Regions from separate parts of the Mus musculus genome. Here region 1 is linked to region 2. The links are chromatin contacts, called in public promoter capture Hi-C maps. All regions are on one chromosome and are shown on one strand. The core of a region is the stretch at or near the end of the contact, and the rest is flanking DNA. Distances in the headings are between cores, read along the strand shown. Region 1 holds the start of Cnn1 (calponin 1). Region 2 holds the start of Rgl3 (ral guanine nucleotide dissociation stimulator-like 3).

Evidence for each region. Promoter capture Hi-C pulls out the DNA fragments that hold promoters and counts their contacts.
Region 1: a promoter capture Hi-C map of embryonic stem cells shows a contact between it and region 2, with 2.5 times the contacts expected there. The contact joins the promoter of Cnn1 here to the promoter of Rgl3 in region 2. A contact is called at or near these places in 7 of 39 promoter capture datasets (the HPC-7 cell line, HPC-7-derived erythroid cells, cranial neural crest and 3 more), 1 of 484 Hi-C or Micro-C datasets (natural killer cells), 17 of 115 datasets of contacts at active chromatin or transcription factors (the NIH/3T3 cell line, the SCID.adh cell line, bone marrow-derived macrophages and 8 more) and 3 of 9 other capture datasets (adipose tissue, liver and pancreatic islet).

The regions. Positions count from the first base shown.
Region 1 is chr9:22,095,835-22,103,107 of GRCm38.p6, reverse strand. It overlaps Cnn1 (calponin 1), which reads right to left and starts at 3,855. Exons shown (of 7, transcript NM_009922.4): 1 at 3,690-3,855; 2 at 1,846-1,967. The coding sequence starts at 3,752.
Region 2 is chr9:21,984,457-21,991,384 of GRCm38.p6, reverse strand. Rgl3 (ral guanine nucleotide dissociation stimulator-like 3) reads left to right here and starts at 1,932. Exons shown (of 19, transcript NM_023622.4): 1 at 1,932-2,020; 2 at 2,426-2,536; 3 at 3,110-3,339; 4 at 3,481-3,534; 5 at 3,672-3,886. The coding sequence starts at 1,988. Ccdc151 (coiled-coil domain containing 151) reads left to right here. Exons shown (of 13, transcript NM_029939.3): 11 at 428-583; 12 at 904-988; 13 at 1,141-1,514. The coding sequence ends at 1,259. Gm36414 (a long non-coding RNA gene) reads right to left here and starts at 1,889. Exons shown (of 2, transcript XR_379185.4): 1 at 1,746-1,889; 2 at 677-799.

The sequences.
Region 1 (7,273 bases), core at 2,606-5,105, 110 kb before region 2:
GATGACTTGAGCTCAAATCCTGGGTAAGAGGAGAGAACCAACTCCCACAGTTTGCCCTCTGACCTCTATATGCACATACACAATATGTGCACCCCATTTCACACTCACAAATACATGAACAAAGAAGAACTTGTACCAGGTGCTAGGACTGGCAAGAGTCTCTTTTACTATTGCTATGTGCTTATGTGTGCATGTTTGCATGTGTGCAGCATATGTGTGTAGAGGTCAGAGGCCAGTCTCCCCTGTGACCCCTCAGGTACCATTCACCTTGGTGTTGGGGGGAGGCGTATGAGATGGAGTGCCTAAGTAGAAGTCAGAGGACAGCTGTGTGGATTCTGCCCTCCCTCTCCTCCATCTTTCCATGGGTCAGCAATGGAGCTCAGACTGCCAGGCCTGCACAGCAGCGCCTGTACCCAGTGAGAGGTCTCTCTAGCCTCTACCTTGTTTTTTTGAGACAAGGCCTGGAGCTTACCAAATAGGCTAGACTGGACAGACAATGAACCCCTGGGCTCTGCTTGCTTGCCGCCAAGCCTGAACACCTGTGTCTGACCCCCAGGACCCACATAGCACAAGGGGAGATCTGAATCTGGGAGCTATTCTCCAGCCTCCACACTCATGCTACAACACATATATGTGTGAGCCCTAGCAAACAAGTAAACACATATGATAAAAATGTGTATGCGTGTGTGCGTGTACATTGTGTGTACCTCTGCTCACGTGTGTAGAGGCCACAGAATGACACTGGGTGTCCTCCTCTATTGCTCTCTGCTCATGCTTTTGAGGCAGGGTCTCTCTCTGAACCTGGGGCTCACTTTTCCTCAACTGGGTTGGAAGCCATCAAGCCTCAATGTTCTTCGTGTCTTCCTAACCCTCCGAGCCAGGGTTGCCAGCATTTGCAGGGATGTTTCACTCGCTATATGGATGTTCGGGCCCCAACTCTGTTCTTCTGATCATAGAACAAGTGCTATCCATCGCTAAGCCATCTCTCCAGCCTGCCTTCTGTTTTAGCAACCAAGTCCTCAGACCTACACAGCGAGGCCTTCCTGACTGAGCCATCTCCCTGGGCCTAGTGTTGGTGTTATGTTGTTTTGTTTTGTTTTGTTTTGTTTTGTTTTGTTTTGTTTTGCAAAGCAGGCTTTCCTGTAGCCTATGGTCCCAAACTCAGTGTGGAGACACCGGTGACATCGACTTTCTGATACCTCCACCTCTAATGTGTCTGGGGTTACAGGCCTACACCACCATACCTGGCTTTATACTGTGCCAGATGAACGCAGTGCCTCCTGCATGCTGGGGGAGCGCTCCACCCTCCCCACCCCAGCCTTCCTCGTTTTAGAAGACATGTTCTTATTATGCAGCCTAGGCTGACATAGAATTCTGAACCCTACCTCAGCTTTGCCAGCAATGGGGGCACAGGCGTATGCCAGGCCACAGTAAGGATTTCCATCTTCCCCAGCGATGAGGAGAGTGGGAAGCCATGGTCTACATAAATTCCTATGACTCCACCCTCATGTCATTTAAGCTGGTGATAAACAGCCACTGTTGCCCACTGCCATTTAGCTATGATGCTGGAATCCACAGGCAGGCCTGCTCTGTAGAGTGTGCTCGCTGAATAATGCCCTTGCAACACCTGAGGGCTCTGGGGTTACCTGACTGACTCTTGTCATCTCTGCCTGTGATGCAGGCACGGGAAGAGTCTCTTTGGCCTTTCAAGGAATGGGGGTGGCATCAAATATCAGTGTGTAACTCCAGCTCCAGGCTGGGGGTCACCAGGGGATGCTGAGGGGTTTTCTGGAGAGGGGCTGCTGGGCTAGGGGGCAGGTCCTGCACCCTAAGAACATCACTCACTCGCAAAGAATGATCCCGTCTTTGAGGCCATCCATGAAGTTGTTCCCGATGCGCCGGCCTGTCACCCCCTCAATCCACTCTCTCAGCTCCTGCTCCCGCTGATGGTCGTATTTCTGGGCCAGCTGAGGAGGAGACAGGCACACAGAGCAGGTGATGAGGACCCAGGCAATAGAGTGGCTCTGGCTTTCCCCGAGCCTGGCCAGCCCTGCCCGGATAGGTCGGATCTCCTACCTCATCCCAACTAAGGCAATCCTGTCTTAGTGTCCACAGTAGGGGAGGGGTGTTGGGGGGAGGCTGAGGGCCAGGGTTGAGGTGGCACCTGCCCAGGGGGCCATTCCGGGCATTCTGAGGTTTGGCACCAATGAATAGACAAGAGGGGGCTGGAAAGCCAGATCCTTGAAGCTGGGGGGTGGGGGTGAGGCGGCGCTTGGCTCCTTGGTTTCCCCTCCAAGCCAAACTTGGGTCTTAGCTTCCCCTGACCCAGCCCTCCCCACTCTCCTGTTGGAAGGGGAAATGCCTTACACTGGGGGTGGGGAGGAACCCTAAGAAGAAGCCCCCCCCTCCCCACCGCGTTGCTCAATCCCTCCATGTTCTCCCAGGTCATTGTGCATACAATCTCTAGTTAGAAATGAGAGCATCTTGTCACCCTCCAAACCCTTGACTGTCTATGTTTCTTTAGGTCTGTCCTCAGTCCCACTTGGTCTCTCGTTGTTTTCCAACTCTCTATATTATCTTTCACTCAGTCTTGAGGGTCCCATGTCTGAAGAACTGTGGGACCCATGGCTTTTTTTTTTTTTTAGCTTCAGCTCTTATCCCATCTTCCCGGGTAGGGGTGGGATTCTGCACACTCTTTCTCAACCTCTTAGCTCTTATCTCCCTCCTGGCTTGCTCTCCTGTCTCCTGTCTCCAGTCTCCAAGACTGCTTCAAGTCCTTTCTGCAATCCTTCTGCATGCTAGCCTCCCAGACCCTGGTGGCGGTGAGATAGAGGGATGCTTCACTTCTGCATGGGGAGAGGAGGGATGCAGCCCCTTACCTGGCCCCAGCCCTGCTGCCCCCCTCCTCACCAGCCCGGCTTTATAAAGCAAACCGGCCCTTATATAGCGCGGGCCCGGGCTGCCCAAGGCCGCCTTATAAGGCGCGGCGGCTCCTCTGCGACTCTGGGGCCGGCGCTGGGGGGAGGGGGCGGCGCTGCCATCAGTCTCTGGCAGAGCACCCGCCCCCACACTCCCTGAACTCCAGCCCCTAGGATACCCTAACCGGATCCAGGTCCCAATCCCTGCTCCTCGCCCTGGAAAGAAAGTGCCTCAGTGTTCCCTTCTGTCAAATGGGACTGTCTCTCTCCCTCCGTGCAGTCCCCTGTCCTGAGAGGCTTGCCCACCTAGTTGTGGAGACGGTTTAAAGCTTTGCACTTGCCTTACCTGGCGCCCTAGATCCTTGTTTCTCCTTTCTAAGCCTCAGTTTACCCATCCATGACAGGAAGATGCTATCTCTCAATATCTTTTAGCTCTGCAGACCGGCAGAGTTTTGTTTTGTTTTTTGGTTTTTTTTTTTAAAGCTAGGGATCTGTCCCTTCTCCTTACATCCCTCCCAGGAACAAGAAGATTGACCAAGGAGTCTGAGCAGGTGCGGAAGCTTTGCAGCACTCTGATTATTTCTATGTATAGATCATGGGGTCCCCTCACTTCACCCCTGAAGCAACTGAGGGCTCTGGGGTGTTGAAAGGACAGAAAAACAGCCCCTACCGTTAACTTCTCAGGTCTTAGGACACGTGACACAGGTAGGAGGGATTTTGGGGAACAGGGCTCTGTCCCGGCGGGGTGTTTGTCAGTCCTTCCAGCCTTACCTTGTTCTTTACTTCAGCAGACAAGCCGTAGGCAGGACCTCGGTTAAAATGTGCAGAAGACATGCTGGCCAGGGGGCTCTGGCAAAGCAGAGGTGCAGATGACACAGACAAGCGCAACAGGCAGCCGAGCCTCCGTCTGCACCCTCTTCCCTCCTCACACGTTTTTGAAGCTCCAGAAGCCAGCCCTGGGCTCTTCCAAGCCTGTCCCATTGGCCACGGGGGCTGCCAAGAGGCGTGGCACCCCACACATACTCTGGCCACCCCCACCTCCTGATGTCAGAGCCTTGGTATTGGGAGCTGACTGTGTCATTGTTTCCACCTAGGGGGCTGAATGCCTTATTCTGGGAGAGGGGTTCTCATACAGCCCACCCCTTTTCCACCCTTCTCCCCATGCCAACTGTCCCGTCTCTGAGACTCCTTATCTCAGAGGTCATTGATCTCCTTCTTCAGTCCCAAGACAGAACCGCTGCACCCCCACCCAAGCCCCTAGCATAGCAAGATGATCTGACAGACCTCCATTCACCAACCCTCTACACAGAGCCTTCCCCTCTATGGGACCCTATTGCCAAATCTCTAGAGGGGCTAACAACTGTGCTTGCCTCACAAGGGTGCAGTAAAGGGCAGGGAGGAAATGTCACCTCCAGGGTGCCCAGTATGAAAGCTGGCACAAAGGAGAACTTCAGCAAAGCTTTATTTCTTTGAAGAATCTAGTACCCAGTTCTGTCCTCTCCAGTCACTCATAAGGAATTGGAACAGCAAAGAACCTAGATCTAAGCTCGTAGATGACCCGTGCCTGCAATCCTAGCACTTGAGAACCTGAAGCAAAAGGATGCCTGAGAGTTTGGGGCCAGCCTGGGCTACACAGAATTCCAGCACAGCCTGGCCTTGAGACTGACTCTCTCTCTCTCTCTCTCTCTCTCTCTCTCTCTCACACACACACACACACACACACACACACACACACACACACACACATTAGTTTAAAATGGTAAGGTGTTTACCAACAAGTTTGATGTCTAGAGTTTGAACTCCGGGACTCAATAGAATGAGAGAACAAGCCACACATGCACGCACACACACACACACACACACACACACACATGTAATGAGACATTTTTAAAGGGTGAGGCTAGGACATAGATTTGTTAGTAGAGCATTTCCATCCACAAACCCTAGGCTCAATCCCCAGGACCACATAAACCAAGCCTGGTAATTTGTGTGTGTAATCCCAGCACCCAGGAGGAATAGGCAGGATGCTCAGAAGTACAAGGTCATCCTTAGCTACATGAGTTCAAGACCAGTCTGGGCTATTTGAAATGAAAAAACAAACAAGGAAATATCCTGGATCTGGTTCCAATATCCATTCACTGGCCACCTGAGCCCCTGGGGCCAGGTTAACAGGTCTTGGGCCACGAACACGCCCCTATCTCTATCCAAATCAGGCTGGTCTGTAAGTACAGATCTAGACAGCTCTCATCTGGACCATGGAGTTGGATGCTCCACCCACATCATGTCAAGGACATGACATCAGTCTTCTATGCATTAATGGCACTTTAGAACCTGCAATTTGTTGGCCATATATAAAGGGCACATCTGGCAAGGCATGGAGGGCCACACCATTAATCCCAGCACTCAGGAGGCAGAGGCAGGCAGATCACAGGGAGTTCCAGACAAGCCAAAGTTGCATGGCAAGACCCTGTCTCAACAATAATAAATAATAATAAGTTTGGTTTTTGGTATGGGTTGGGGACACATGTCAGTGGACAAGCCTCAGTGACAAGCCCTTACCCAGCATGTGACAATCTTCAAGTATAACTCACTGTCCACTGCAAGCAAACAGTGTAGACTGAAGATGCTTCCAGATGCTGAACAGATCAGTGAACAGAAGGGCTGATGAGGTGGCCTGGCAGGTGAAGGAACTTGCCACCAAGCCTGACTACCTGAGTTTGATTTCTGGGACCTCCATGATGGAAGGAGAAATCTGAAAGTTGTTCCCTGACCTCCACATATGTATGAACACACATACACACACACACACATACACACACACACACACACACACACACACAGAGTGAAATACAAGTGTTTATTCTAACATTTCTAGGTGGTGAGTGAGACAATGTCTAATGTGGCTCAGGCTGATATCAAACTTGCAATCTAGCCAATGATGACCTTGAACTCCTGATTCTCCTTCCTCAACTCCCAGCCCTGACATGTCCATCATGGACAACCACACCCAGGCACGCTGTCAACCAGTCCCCCACCACTCCTCCTCCCTGCTCCCCCTTTTTATATTAGATTGTCTTTCTCTCCCCAGTTGGCCCCATGTCTGCTTTCACACCATATAGAATATTAAACAAACAAACACACAAAACTTCTCAGGCTGGGGAGCTGGCTCCGTGGCTAAGAGCACACTGTTCTTGCAGAGGGCCTGAACTCAGTTCCTGGCTCCCGTATCCGGTGGCTCACAATCTCTTGTAACTCCAGATTCAGGGGATCTGATACACTGGCCTGGCCTTTAAGGGCACTGCACACACAAACATAGACACAGAAAAAAGAAAACCTTGTTTGAGACACGGTCTCACTAAATTCCCAGGCTGGACTTGAACTAGAATCTGCCTCTCTCTACCTTCTATGTAGCTGGGATTACAGGCATGCATTGTCTAATCTGTGACCATATAGCCTGCTCGATACTCACTGCACCTCTACAACCAATGCTATTATCAATGCTGTTATCATGGGCTCTCTCTCTCTCTCTATATATATATAGTATATGTATATATATATATATATATATCTTTGTATGTATATATGTATATATATATAATTTGTGAGTACACACACACACACACACACACACACACACACACACACACACAGGCCTGACAGGGCTACACAGTGAGAGTCTGGACAGGAGGAAGAGAAGGAGAGAGGGAGTGGGAAAGGAGAGACAGAGACAGAAACAGAGACAAAGATAGCAAGAGAGTGAGAGACAGACAGACAGACCCATTGGGCTAAGCATCAAATAACGTAGCAACCCGTGCCTCCCAACAGCCCTAAGGAGGAACAGAGAAGTGTAGTCGGTTGTACAGGTCATACAGCCTGAAGGAAGTAGAGTGGAATTTGAATTAATTCATAACCAAAAGCTTCTTCCACCAAGAGAGCTATTGCTACAGCAAGGTCTGGTACCCCCTGGTGGCCAGGGCACTGCGCCGAGGCGAGCGGCTGACGTCAGCGCTGACTCACTCGCGGGGCTCCCGAGTCCGCCGCGGCTTGGCCATTTATAGAATCCCTGGGAGCTCTGAAGTCAGAGCGCAGGCACGGCCGGCCGAGGGGGCAGTGGGTGGGGAGCCCGGGTACCCCAGGGGCGGTGCTCTATGGGCCTCCCTTGGCATCCTGATCCTGGAGTTCGTCGCTGGTCCCATCCTAGTCTCAGACCACCTAACCACAGGCCCACAGTGCCTGTTTCCCACTCCTACAAGAAACGCGGGAATCTTTCAAGTTTGCCGATATACAGCTGTGAGGTTAGCACTCGGAGGTGGAGCAGGGGCATCAGGAGTTCAGGTCAACATGGACTACAGACT
Region 2 (6,928 bases), core at 683-3,182:
TCTCCTGCCCAGAATGCAAAGTTCCACACCATGCATCGCTGTCTTGGTCCTACATTCCGGGGGAAGTCCTCTTTTGCTCAGTCTCAAACTCTGACTCTAATGGGCAACCATCAGCCCAACTCAGGTGTCCCATGTCTATGGGGCGGTGCGGCCCTGGGTGAAGAAGGTCCCACTTTGTCCACAAGAGCTCCATTTCTTCAGAAAACCACCCTCACACTGGCCTAGGTCGTGTCATTAATCTCAAAGAGACCTCCATGTAGCTCAGATTCAAAGATTCCACCCTCAAGGCTAGGTTTTCATTTTAGAGGCCCTGCCCAGTAGTGGTAGACACGCACCTCAAAGCTATGAAAGCCCACTTGTTGGGTGAATCGTGTCCCCACCTAGGTGCACGGTATCTCTCAGCTAACTTGGCCCGTCCCCACCACAGGATGATACGGTATTGGCAGGAAAGAAGTTAGACCGGGACTCAGAGGACTACGCTTACAATCTGCTGGTAGTTGTCCAGGAAAAGCTGCTGAAACTGCAGGACCAACTGGAGAGCCAGGACGTGCCTGAGTTGCTGCGACACATAGCAGACCGAGAGGTTCACACACATCCTCCGCGGCCAGTGGGGACCAAGGCAGGGGGTGGGGGTGGGGGTGGGGGAGGGAGGGTCGAAAATCAGAGAGCAGACTGACATAGGAAACAGGTGCTGAATGGGCGTGAGCTTCATAACCAGAGTAGCGAAGCCTGGACTGGGTGGATCTCAGGTGGCAGGGCCTCCGAAACCAGGCAGCGAAGGGTGGGCAGTGATCTCCACCTAGAATCCGGTAGAAACTCAATGTAAGGTGCACGGAGGTGGAACAGAGCCTCACTGCCATCCCACATCTCTCTCCGGCCTCCCCCTACCCCCCCCCCCCGCAGTTCCTGGCCACGCTAGAAGGAAAGCTGCCCCTATACAACACCCGCATCCTTCTGCCCGTCGCCAGTGTCAAGGACAAGTTCTTTGGTCAGTGTGGGCCAAAGGGGGATGAATGGGAGGGGCGCGAGGTGGCCTTAAGTCAAGGCCAAGGAGGAGGTGCATGGTGTGGCGAAGGCTGGGAAGGGAAAAAGAAACGGTCCCTCACCCTCCCCATCACCCACCCCTGCCTCTCTCTGTAGATGAAGAGGAGAGTGAGGATGATGACCGTGATGTGGTGACCCGCGCTGCCTTCAAGCTCCGTTCCCAGAAGTTAATCGAAGCCCGCAGCAAGAAGCGCAATAGGTTGCGCAGATCTTAGACTCGCAGTCAAGTCCTATCGGATGCCTCCGGGACTCTAGGGAGCCCTCCGACCCTCTGGGTCCACCTACGGGTGGTGTGTGTCTGGGAGCCCCGGAGGCTCCTTCAAGGGCTTGGAGGAAGCTCAAGCAGGGAGCACCGCAGGCCAGCAGCGCCCGGAGGAGAGAAAAGGCCGAGCCAGAAGTTCCCACAGTAAATCTCTCGAGGCGGGTTGGTGCCCGCCTCGGAATCGCGCAATAAAGGTCACTGAACAACCCCCTGGGTATTCACCTCTTTTTGACCCTGCACCGCCCCCAAAAGGCTGCCCCCACAAAATGCAGGGCCACAGACACTTCGCGGCTTCTAGCCTGAGATGGCATGGCTTCCATCACCTATGGTACAGATTCAGTGTGCCCTCCTTCTCCTCCAGACATAGGAGACACCCTCGACACCTGGGATTGATCAACCCCAACCTAGTATAAAGCACTTCCCTCCCAGGGACACAGACCTGTTGTCGTGTCCCCTGCACCCATATGTCTGAGTGACAGATTGACCCGCACTTCTGGGAAGGAACGGGACTTCTAGGCTAGCCTGGGTGCGGGGATGGGGTCCGGCTGGGGACCTCTGGAATTGTGGGACCGCCTTGCCCAGCCCCGCCCCACGACTGGACGCTCGGCTGCCCCGCCCCACTGCCCGCTGGCCCTTCCGCTTCACTCAGCGGCGCCAGGGAGCAGGACGGGCACCGGGGCCATGGAGAGGACAGCGGGCAAAGAGCTGGCCCTGGTAAGAGGAAGCTGGGGATCCTCGGACCCCACGTCCCTAGTGTACCCCCAGATTCAGAAACTCCAGGCGACCGCCCCTCGTTTTCTAATCTTTCTGCAAAATGGATGTGCCTTGGAGTCCCCATTTGGGGATTCAGAGTTCCTGACCCCGTGAAGCGGCTAGTTTGGGGGATGGGGACGGGGGTCTGAGGAATCTCAGGAGGAGGTGACAGATTCTTTGTGACATTGGACTCTGGGATATCCCCAAATGATACTCCATCCACTCAAGACCTGGGAGAAGGGTATCCGTGGCGAAGACCTGGGATCCCACCCCGAGTCTTGAATACTCTGTTCGGGAAAGTGGGCCAAACATAAAGGCAGGGGGCTGAAGCCGGAGGGACTTCCCTGAGCCCGCCTCCACATCCAGGCGCCGCTGCAGGACTGGGGCGAGGAGACCGAGGATGGCGCCGTGTACAGCGTCTCCCTGCGGCGGCAGCGCAGCCAGCGCTCGACCCCAGAGAGGTCTGGAGAAGGCCAGGTGAGGAAGGGACTGAGGCGAGCAAGTGAGGGCGGACTCAGCTCAGGGGCCTGGGAGTTGGGAGGAGAGGGGGAAGCTGGAGAGCTGAGGGTGAGCCTCCCTAGAACTACGGGGCCAGGAGGAAGGGCGGAGCTAAGAGGCGACCAGGTGTGTGGAAAGGGCCTGGGGGCGGCCAGGTGACTTGGTTTGAATCCAGGAAACGGGGTGGGGCCAGGTGATAGCGCTCCCCCCAAAGGCGAAACTGACCGGCAGGGTGCAGGAAAGCAGAACGGAGGAGCGGCCAGGTGGTGATGGGTGGGACTCAGGCTTGGCCAGTGAAGCTTGGCTGCAAAACTGCCTGAAGCCTGGGGTGGCGGGGTGAGGAGGGCACAGAGGGAAGTGCTAGAGTAGTGGGGTGTCCTGCGGGGTTGATGTGAGCATTGCATGATTGGTGTATATTTAGGGAGTCTCGGAGTTTCAGAAAAGGACACAGTCACACCCCCCCAAAAAAAGTGCCAGAGATGGGTATAATTGGAAACAAGGTGCTTGGAACGCTCCTCACCTTATTTCATTCACTGCCCCACTCCCCCGCAGACCCCCATCCCGGCTACCGACACCTTCCTTCATTACCGAACCAGCAAGGTGCGGGCGCTGAGGGCCGCCCGACTGGAGCGGCTGGTGCATGAGTTGGTGTCCGGAGACCGCGAGCAGGATCCTGGCTTCGTGCCTGCCTTCCTGGCCACCCACCGGGCCTTTGTACCCACAGCCCGCGTTTTGGGTTTTCTGCTACCCCCGCCACCGCCGCCGCCACCACCTCCTGCTGGGTCAGTCATTTTCAGGAGACCCGCATGTCCCCATCCCCAGAACCCCATCTACCTGCGCACACACACATACACCTCAAATTTAGAACCGAGGTCCTAACGCCCTATAGCTCTGTTCCCATCTGATAGAGGCTTTCTTCCCAGGGTAGACAGCAAGAGGACAGAGGGACAAGATCTGAACTTCAGCAAGAACCTGAGGTCGGTTTCCATTCCCGTCCACACCCTCGACCCAAGGGAGCGTGGGGGAGGGATCTCAAGGTCGGGTCTGACGACTGCAAGGTTGGGAACGTTTAGATCCTTGGACTCAATTTTGAGCCACACACCCCTCTGTTCAGGGCTGTAGTTTCGGTGCTGGGTTCTTGGCTGCGAAATCATCCTCAGGACTTCCGGGATCCCCCTGATCATCAGAACCTAGGCAATGTCCGAATCTTTTTGGGCTGGGCAGCCCCAGGAGGGGCAGAAGCCAGGGAAGCAGAGAAACTTCTAGAAGATTTCTTGAAGGAGGCTAAGGGAGAGCAGACAGAGGAGGAAAAGCGACTGGCTTGGTCAGGTAAGGGACAGTCAATTCAGGTGACATTCTGAGAGAATACCACCTGCCCAGCTCCAAATGACAGACCCCGAATACATTTTATTTATTTATTTTGGTGCTTGGGAATAAACTCAGACTTTTGTGCAAACGTTATACCCCTGAGCCACACCCCCCAGCTCTTGGACAAAACTCTCTTCCCTCCCTCCCTCCCTCCCTCCCTCCCTCCCTCCCTCCCTCCCTCCCTCTCTCCCTCCCTTCCTCCCTTCCTCCCTCCCTCCCTCCTTCCTTCTCCTTCCTTCCTTCCTTCCTTCCTTCCTTCCTTCCTTCCTTCCTTCCTTCCTTCCTTCCTTCCTGTGGTCTATGCATGTGTTCATGTGTGTGGGTGTACATGCACATGTGTGCACATGAATGTGGAAGGCAGAGACAATACTAGGTGTCTTCCTCTATTGCTGTCTCTTAGGATTGGAGACAAGGTTTCTTCTTGAACCCGGAACTCACCCATTTGGCTAGACTGCCTGGCTATTGAGCCCCAAGGGCCTCTTGCCCAGGGTTTGGCTTGCAGTCAACTGTTCCTGGGTGCTGAGGATCTGAACTCAGGTCCTCACACTTTCATGGGCAAACATGTAACCACTGAGCTATTTCTCTAGCCGCGTGGGCAAGGCCTTTAATTTTAAACTAAATAACCTTGTTTTCTCCACCTGATCACACATTTAGCAGTTGCCTAGTGTCCTCCTGCATGCAGAGATCCTCTGTCCTCTGATTTGGGATGTCACTTAGTGGCTGAGTGCTTACCCAGCCTAGAACAGTAACCTGGGTTCAAATCCCAGGCCTACCGTTATGTGGCCTCTGTTAGGTCTCTTCCCCTCTCTGAGACCAGCTCCCTTAAGTGGGAGTGATCATGTACCTGCCTCGTGGAGTCTCCACTTAACAAATGTTGAACCACTAGCTCTGGCCTCGAAACAGTGGACTTGGGTTCCCACCCTCCTGGGAAGGACATCTAACAAAATCAGTAAGCAGTAAGGGCTGGCCAAATGTCTTGGTGTTTTGTTGAATTTGTATTTATTGTCATTGTGTGTGTGACCCAGGCATATGGATTCTTGCAAGCCACAGAAGGTATAATCCCTTGGAATCTGTTCTCTCCTACCTTTCTATGGGTTCTGTGGTTTAATGACTGGCCCATCTGACCAATCATATTATTAGTAAGTGGTTTTCTTTTCCAAGACAGGCCCTCATGTAGCCCAGGCTGGCCTCAATATGTAGCAAAGATAACCTTGAACTTCTGACCTTCCTGCCTTCATATCCCCAGTGCTGGGATTACAAGCACCACAGTACCTGGTATTAACTTTTGCTACTATTGTAGCTTTTGTTGTTCCTTTGTTTTTTAAAAGATTTGTTTATACTTCATGTGTTAGAGGGGCTTTCCTGCTTTAAGTGCACCCTGTGCTTGCAGTGCCAGCCAGTGGAGGGCAGAAAAAGACATCCAATCCCCTGGAACTAGAGTCACACACAGTTGTAGCCATTATTTTGTTCTATTTATTTACTTATTTTTTCTCAATAATATATTTTTTATTCATTTTACATCCTGATTACAGCCCCCTCCCTCCTCTTCTCCTAGTCCCGCCCTTAAAAATTCCCCCCCTACCACCTCCCCTTCTCCTTAGAGGAGAAGCCCCCCTTGGGTACCACCCTACCCCAGGACATCTAGTCCCAGCAGGACTAAGCAAAAAAGTCCAGGCAGGGGAAGGGTATCCAATGGCTGGCAACAGAGTCAGAGACAGCCCCTGCTCCAATTGTTAGGGGATCGAATGAAGACCAAGCTACAACTGTGTAGGAGCCTGGGTCCAGCTTGTTTTATTTTTTGCCATGTCTTGCTACGGCCCTCATGCTGACCATATCACTAAGTAGTAGAGGATGACCTTGAACCGATTCATGGTTTATGCAGTGCAAGGGAACTCAGGGCCTCCACCCTGCTAGGCATATACTCTACCCACTGGGCTGTATCCCCAGCTCGCAGTGTATCCCCTCACAGTGTATCCCCTCACAGTGTTGGAATTCATGCCAGGAACCTAGTATTTTGTTTGTTTCCAGGTTTCTTGTTTTTGTTTTTCAAGAGAGGGTTTCCCTGTGTAGCTCTGGCTGTCCTGGAACTTGCCCTGTAGACCAGGCTAGCCTCAGATTCACAGATGGCCTGCTTCTGCCTCCTGAGTGCTGGGATTAAAGGCATGTGCCACCACCCACCCAGCTGTTCACTGTTTTTTTTTTAATGTTTATTTATTTATTCATTTATGATGCTGGGGATGGAACCTAGCCCAGGCAAATTTCCCCTGAATCTAACTTTTTAGATGTAGTGTAGTGTATTGGAGTAGTGGAGTGTATTGCCAAAATGTCATATTAACACCATACTACAGGTACTAAGGTATCCACAAACACTAAAACAGAAGAATTTGATTGTAAGCTAGAGGCTAGTCTGTTCTACACAGTGAGTTCCAGACCCTGCCCCCACCCTGGGCTACATAATGAGACCCTGTCTGAAAATAAACAAAGTTGAGGATAGAGAAAACTATTTACAAACCCCACTCAGGTATTATTGAAATGTCACTTCTGGGCCTGGAGAGAGAGTGCGACAGACAAAGGGGTGTGCTGACAATCCTGACAGTCTGGGTTTGATCACTGGTACACATAATGAAAGGAGAGAGCAGACCCCTGAAATTTGCATACACACAATAACTGAGTGTAATTTTATTCATTCAGGTATTTGTTTATTTACATTTTATTTACAGGTGTGGGGAGGGGAGCACTCGATTGCCCGAGTATGCTAATAAGCCATCTCAATAAACCTAACTAAAGTTTTAGGGTATTTTTTTGGGGGGGGGAGGGGTTTGTTTGGTTTTGTTTGGTTTTGAGACAGTGACAGCGTCTCTCTGTGAAACTCTGGCTGGCCTGGAACTTGATATGTAGAGCAAGCTGGAGTTGAACTCGTAGAGAGCTGCCTACCTCTGCTTCCTCCTGAGTGCTGGGAAAGAAAGAAAGAAAGAAAGAGAGAGAGAGAGAGAGAGAGAGAGA